Regions from separate parts of the Zea mays genome. Here region 1 is linked to region 2. Evidence: chromatin contacts called from public Hi-C data. All regions are on one chromosome and are shown on one strand. The core of a region is the stretch at or near the end of the contact, and the rest is flanking DNA. Distances in the headings are between cores, read along the strand shown. Region 1 holds the start of LOC100502220 (Zinc finger CCCH domain-containing protein 59). Region 2 has its middle 100 kb from the start of LOC542585.

Region 1 (3,013 bases), core at 477-2,976, 110 kb after region 2:
TCAGAATGAGCATAACTTTTGAGTGCCAATTGAGCAATATCTTGAAGAAAAATCCATACTTTGATGGTCTTGTCCAGTGAGCCAGAGTAAAGTCTTCTTGCCGAGATAGACAGTGAAATCACTGGCCGTTGATGGCCACTGAGGATCAACACTGGTTCAGTGTTACTTTCCTTAGCAGGAAATCTCCAGGCCATGATGCGACCATCTCCAGTACCAGCAAACAGCATCTCATCCGTGATAGCCATGGAACAAACCAGACTAGAAGGCCCTTGAAATCTTAGTTTCATCCCTGTCTTTGTGTTCCATGCCTTGTACCAAGCAAAGTCACCCCTCAATGTCACCATACATAATACAAAATAAAGGTGTACTCTCACTAGAATCAGAATGTCACCTCCACAAACTTTGGAATTCCAATGAGTACCCATGGGCCATGGGTGATCATGCAGCTAACCTTGCCTCCCATCTTGATGACATCAACACACTATTGCAGAAACATTAAGAACAAAAATTGTAATATGATAACAGATTATATTTTTTTTCCATCCTCTTGGATATACTCCCACATATCTCTATCTATATTTTCTCTTTTTCTTTACTTTGTTCTTTTTTCTCATTGCTATTTTTTTACATAAATGCATGACTATCCACTAATGAGATAGCTGTAATCTCTGAAGATTCACTTGCAGATCATGCAACCATATGTATCAACCAAGTGACAACCAACCAGATAGCGCCACAAACTGATACCAAGCAAACGGGTAACCGAAGCAGGCGAAGAGCCTCCAATATATAGCAACAAGGCTAGCCTGACAGATAGCATCCAATCCAAACCAGGAGCACAGGATCACCCAACTAATCATAAGAGATCCGCTGACGATTGGTGATTTAGGCACAACCAATCAGAAAAAAAATCAGGAGTCACCATTCGGTTATGGTTGGTTCCATAGGGTGCACACATTGCTAATCAGCACATGAACCACCACGAACAATGACAACCTCCTCACTGGAACCTCCGTGGAAGCAGCCCGTTACTCGTCCATAGTCAGAGATATTGTTGGTAGCCCGTGCATATCAGAGATATTGTTGGTAACCCGTGCATAATCAGATACATCGTCGGAAGCCGAGAACCAAGCTACCTTGCCGGAATTGCAGTCCCAGATGCGAACAGATCCGTCGACGCTGCCGGAGTAGAGCTTGTTCGAACCAGACGGCAGAGAAATCCCACCGATAGCCTATCAGATTTTATGATTACTGTAAGACTCCACCACAGAAATTGGCGATCGCGTCGAGATAGAGAATTTTCAGAGAGATGGGGGAAGCGCGCACCTCGGTGTGTCCAGCAAGGGCGCAGAGGAAGACGAATCCGCCCTCACCGCTGCAGCGGCGCTTCTCCTCAAGGGGCGGCCTATCGTCTCCATGCGCCAGTTTCGGCTTCGACTCAGCCGCGCGCGCGTCGGGCACATCGGGCTCGGCACGGCGACCCAAACCGGATCGCACCGCCTTCTGAGAGGGTTCGAGAGGTCTCGTGGTCGCTGGATCAAGGCGGGGGGAAGGGCGGGAGGCCTTGGCGCCGCCGCTGGGCTTGGGTCTGGTGTAGGGGCTCCGCCGTGCGGGTTTGGGTGCGGAAGAATGACCGGTGCGGAGGCGTGTGGCGAGCGTGGAGGAGATCGGCATAGCGGCGCCGGTGGTTGGTGTCTCGCGTACGCGCGGCTAGGGCTAGTCTCGCGTACGCGCGGCTAGGGAAAGATCCGAAGAAGAGCGCGGTGCGGGTAGAGGCGGTTCTCAAGAGTTGAGAGTACGCTTATTATATATACCGCATCTAGCGTCCGACCCGTAAAACGTATTGATGGGAACCGGGATTGTACTCCTACTATTCTTAGGGCCCGTTTCAATCTCATGGGATAAACTTTAGCTTCCGGCTAAACTTTAGCTATATGAATTGAAGTACTAAAGTTTAGTTTTAATTATCACCATTAGCTCTCATGTTTAGATTACAAATGGCTAAAAGTAGCTAAAAAAAAGCTGCTAAAGTTTATCTCACGGGATTGGAACAGGGCCTTAGCATTGGAGTATGTACTAGGGCCTGTTTCGTTCCTTTGGATAATCCAAATATTTTAAGACTCCGTATTTTTTATAGTTAAAATCTAAAATATCCTTGTCTAGTTAAAATCTAGAATATCCTTGTCTGACACTTGTTGTTGGTTATACTTTAGGGGGTGTCTGGTTGATCCTGCTAAAGTTTAGCCCGGGTCACATCAAGCGTTTGACTTTTAAATAGGAGTATGAAATATAGACCCAACCAACTGGACTAGATTCGTCTCGTCTTTTAATCTTCGGCTGACAAATTAGTTTTATAATCCGACTACATTTAATACCCCGAACGGAGGTTCAAACATTCGATGTGATAGGGGCTAAATTTTAGCAGGGGCAAACCAAACACCCCTTAGTGACACTTTTGTCTTTTTAGTATGTCACTTCGCCAATTAGGGCTAGAAATTGATGTCTGGAGATCCGAATTATCCGTATTCGTATCCGCTAAAACTGCTAATATGGATATCTGTATCCGTATTCGATTTCAATATGGATGTCACATGGATGTATTCGAATTCGATTTACAGTATTTTTCTCTATCTGATTTCATATTCGTATTCGAAAAAACCATGAAGTATCCGATACTATCTATATCCGTGAAAAAAATATGTTTCATGGAACCATTTAAAACTTAACTTTATCACTAATTTCTAATTAAAATGACTTTAAGTTTAATAATATACTAGTGATATTCAATAATAAAATTCAATAGGTTTCATAAACATTCAATTATAACTCTCCACTTTATCTATACAGTGAACACATCTCAACGAAGTTCCATAAACATTTAACTATAACTCTCCACTTTACAATATATAGATAAATTTCTTCATGATTTTATTTAAGTTTTAGTACACATATTTATATAGGACATTCATTCATTTTAGAACGGAAAATTAGTTTTTCTTAGAACATTTACTAT
Region 2 (3,166 bases), core at 566-3,065:
CGGTCATCGTTGTCGTTGTCGCGTGGCGGAGAAAGGAGTACCATGTCGTAGCTGCCGTCGAGGGACATGAACTCGAGACTCCCGAAACGGAGCAGCGTCCTAGGCTGAAGAGGTTGCTGGAGACTACCCATCTGGAACTTGACGGGAAGTTGTTCGTCAACACGCAGCAGGCCCCTACCTGGCGCGCCAACTGTCGGTGTTTCGACCCCGGGGGGTCCCTGGACCGACGAGTAAATTGTCGCTGCGTGTCCCAGCCCAGATGGGTCGGCGCGAGATGGAACACAAGGGGGAAAGAGAACCGCGGCTCGTGTTATCCTGCGCCCAGGGCGGATGCGCTTGCAGTAGGGGGTTACAAGCGTTCGCGAGGGAGGGAGAGAGAGCCTGTTCGTCAGCCCGTCCTCCCGCGCGGCCACCTTCCCGTACGAGGGCCCTAGACCTTCCTTTTATAGATGTAAGGAGAGGGTTCAGGTGTACAATGGGGGTGTAGCAGTATGCTAACGTGTCCGGTAAAGAGGAGTCAGAGCCCTATGTACATGCCAACATGGCTGTCGGAGAGGTGTTAGAGCCCTGTGCATGCGATGTCGTGGTCGTCGGAGGAGCGCTTGAGCCCTATAGAAGCACAACTGTCGGGGCTGCTGGGACCTTGCTGACGTCTCCTTGCTTCCGTAAGGGGCTGAGAACCGCCGTCGTCATGGGCGGACGCGGGGTGCCATCATTACTTGTTTACTGGGGCGAGCCTGGATGGGACGCCGGTCTTGTTCCCCCGTAGCCTGAGCTAGCTAGGGGTAGGGTAATGATGCACCCCCTGCGGCGTGGTAGGTCCGAGCCCAAGGTCGGGCGAGGCGGAGACTCCTCCTGAGGCCGAGGCCGGGGTCGAGCGAGGACGCAATTCCGTCCGAGGTCGAGGTCGAGCCCTGGGGTCGGGCGAGGCAGAGACCACCTTCCGAGGTCGAGGTCGAGGTCGAGCCCTGGGGTCGGGCGAGGCGGAGACCACCTTCCGAGGTCGAGGTCGAGGTCGAGCCCTGGGGTCGGGCGAGGCGGAGTCCATCTTCCAAGGCCGAGGCGGGGGCCGAGCCCTGGGATCGGGCGAGGCGGAGTCCATCTTCCGAGGCCGAGGCGGGGGCCGAGCCCTGGGGTCGGGCGAGGCGGAGCTTCCTGTGGTGCCTGAGGCTGGACTCAGCTGCTGTCAGCCTCACCCTGGCGGGTGGCACAGCAGTCGGAGCGGGGCAGGCGGCGCTGCTTTCTTGTCAGGTCGGTCAGTGGAAGGGCGAAGTTACTGCGGTCACTTCGGCTCTGTCGACTGAGGACTGCGCGTCAGGATAAGGTGTCAGGCGATCCTCGCATTGAATGCTCCTGCGATACGGTCGGTTGGCGAGGCGATCTGACCAAGGTTGCTTCAGTGCGAAGCCTGCCCGAGCTGGGCCTCGGGCGAGTCGAGGGTGCGCCCGTTGCTTGAGGAGACCCTCGGGCGAGGCGAGATCATGTCCCTTGAGTGGACGGAGCCTTGACCTGAATTGCGCCCATCAGGCTCTGCAGCTTGTGCTGATGGTGATTACCAGCCGAGTTTATGCACTGTTGGGGTACCCCTAATTATGGTCCCGACAAGTATGCTCCGGCTTTAGTTTCGATCAAAGTAAAAACAAGTACTATACAATCGATTCAATCAAAGTAAAAATTACTTAGCACCTCTCTGGTAGATGCAAATCGATATAAAATATACCAACCAAACAAGCGCCAAAAGTGGCTGCATGCATTTAGCTAGCCTATCACACTACGCAACGACCTGGCTGGTAGATGCAGGTCAGGCTGCTCTTCTTAGCAACGAACCAAATCCACAGTGTAGGAGCCGGAGCAACTCCAAGGATCACGTCCCGCTCTGCACTGACGCACCTTGGATGGTAGCTGATGATTTTTCAGATGCCACATGTCATTCCGTTACTTCCAGTCATTTGACACATGCAGTGCACTCTTCTTAATGAAATACATGCAGTGCACGTTCGAGAGAGAGAGAAAAAGATCCATCAGGCGCAATTGTACAGAAGACATGTCGACAGTAACATGCTACCAGCATGACGAATTGTATCATTGCACCTGGAGCTGTGGACTTTCAATCATCTAAGTATGTGAGGGGCTGAGGGCAGACACAAAATAACCCTGTTTATATTTTTATTTTCGTATGAAATTGTCAACATGATTAAAATGTTTCTCATCTTTTGTTATCAGCACTCCATGCTTAGTACTGAGCAATATTATAGGTCGTTGAAAAAGCATAAATATAATATATTTGGAGTTTTTTTTAGTACTAGTTGACTTTAGAATACTAGAATTTCCACGGACGGATGTAAATGGTTCATCGTCCTCGTCCAAGTTCTTTCGATCATATTAAATACTAGTATAATTTGCAGAAACAACTAAATGGACATGTTATCAATATTATCAGGTGTGCTTGACTTCTAGAGGATGCGCTGACAAGTAATAAAAATGCAGTTCATATCTCCAGAACTCGTGGTTTGCATATATACATTTGACCGTTTCTTTGGCATGCCCTCTTCACTATTCTTCTGAAGTTGAAGAAGAAATTGCTCAGCCAATCGTGATGCTAATGTGGAGCTGCTGACTTTGGTGTCAATATATTGTCGCTGCGACGTTGCTCCTGCTGCTAACTTGTCAGTTCCATCAAACAAACATTCCTGTAGTTTATTGCAGTGTGTGTGTGTATATATATATATATATATATATATATATATATATATATATATATATATATATATATATATATATATATATATATATATATATATATATATATATATATATAACCTGTATAAATTCTTTCTCAGCTCCTGACGAGTTGACCTTGCTTTTTTCAGGTTAATGATGAGTTGACAACTTGACATGCTCCATTAAGAGCACATAAACTGCATCACGTATGAAACAGGCATGCGCAGAAGTAGAACTCTTTTTTCCATAAAAAAAAATCTTTTTTATTTATACACAGATCGAGAGCGACATCACTGGAACAGATGATACGAACCGGACCATCTGATTGAGATATGAAACCACCCTTCTTCACTGCACTTAATTTATTTCTCGGTTGAAAAATATAACACTCATTTCATTTCCTCGAACTAACCTCCAACTAACAGCAAGAACATATAAATGTATG

What was found. Hi-C and Micro-C count contacts between places; a contact is called where the count stands out from the background.
Region 1: a contact with region 2 is called in a Hi-C map of endosperm, with 2.4 times the contacts expected there. The contact joins the promoter of LOC100502220 here to the enhancer-like site in region 2. A contact is called at or near these places in 4 of 25 Hi-C or Micro-C datasets (bundle sheath, ear, endosperm and 1 more).

What each region holds. Positions count from the first base shown.
Region 1 is chr3:7,537,169-7,540,181 of Zm-B73-REFERENCE-NAM-5.0, forward strand. LOC100502220 (Zinc finger CCCH domain-containing protein 59) reads right to left here and starts at 1,727. Exons shown (of 7, transcript NM_001196697.1): 1 at 1,327-1,727; 2 at 1,137-1,232; 3 at 392-481; 4 at 60-308. The coding sequence starts at 1,674.
Region 2 is chr3:7,428,291-7,431,456 of Zm-B73-REFERENCE-NAM-5.0, forward strand. No RefSeq gene overlaps it. Among protein-coding and RNA genes, the nearest start is that of LOC542585, 100 kb to the right of the region's middle. Within about 2 kb of position 1,816, at least 4 of the 20 cell types and tissues checked have an H3K27ac peak or open chromatin away from gene starts, as enhancers often do. A contact at or near this core is called in endosperm, where this site is marked.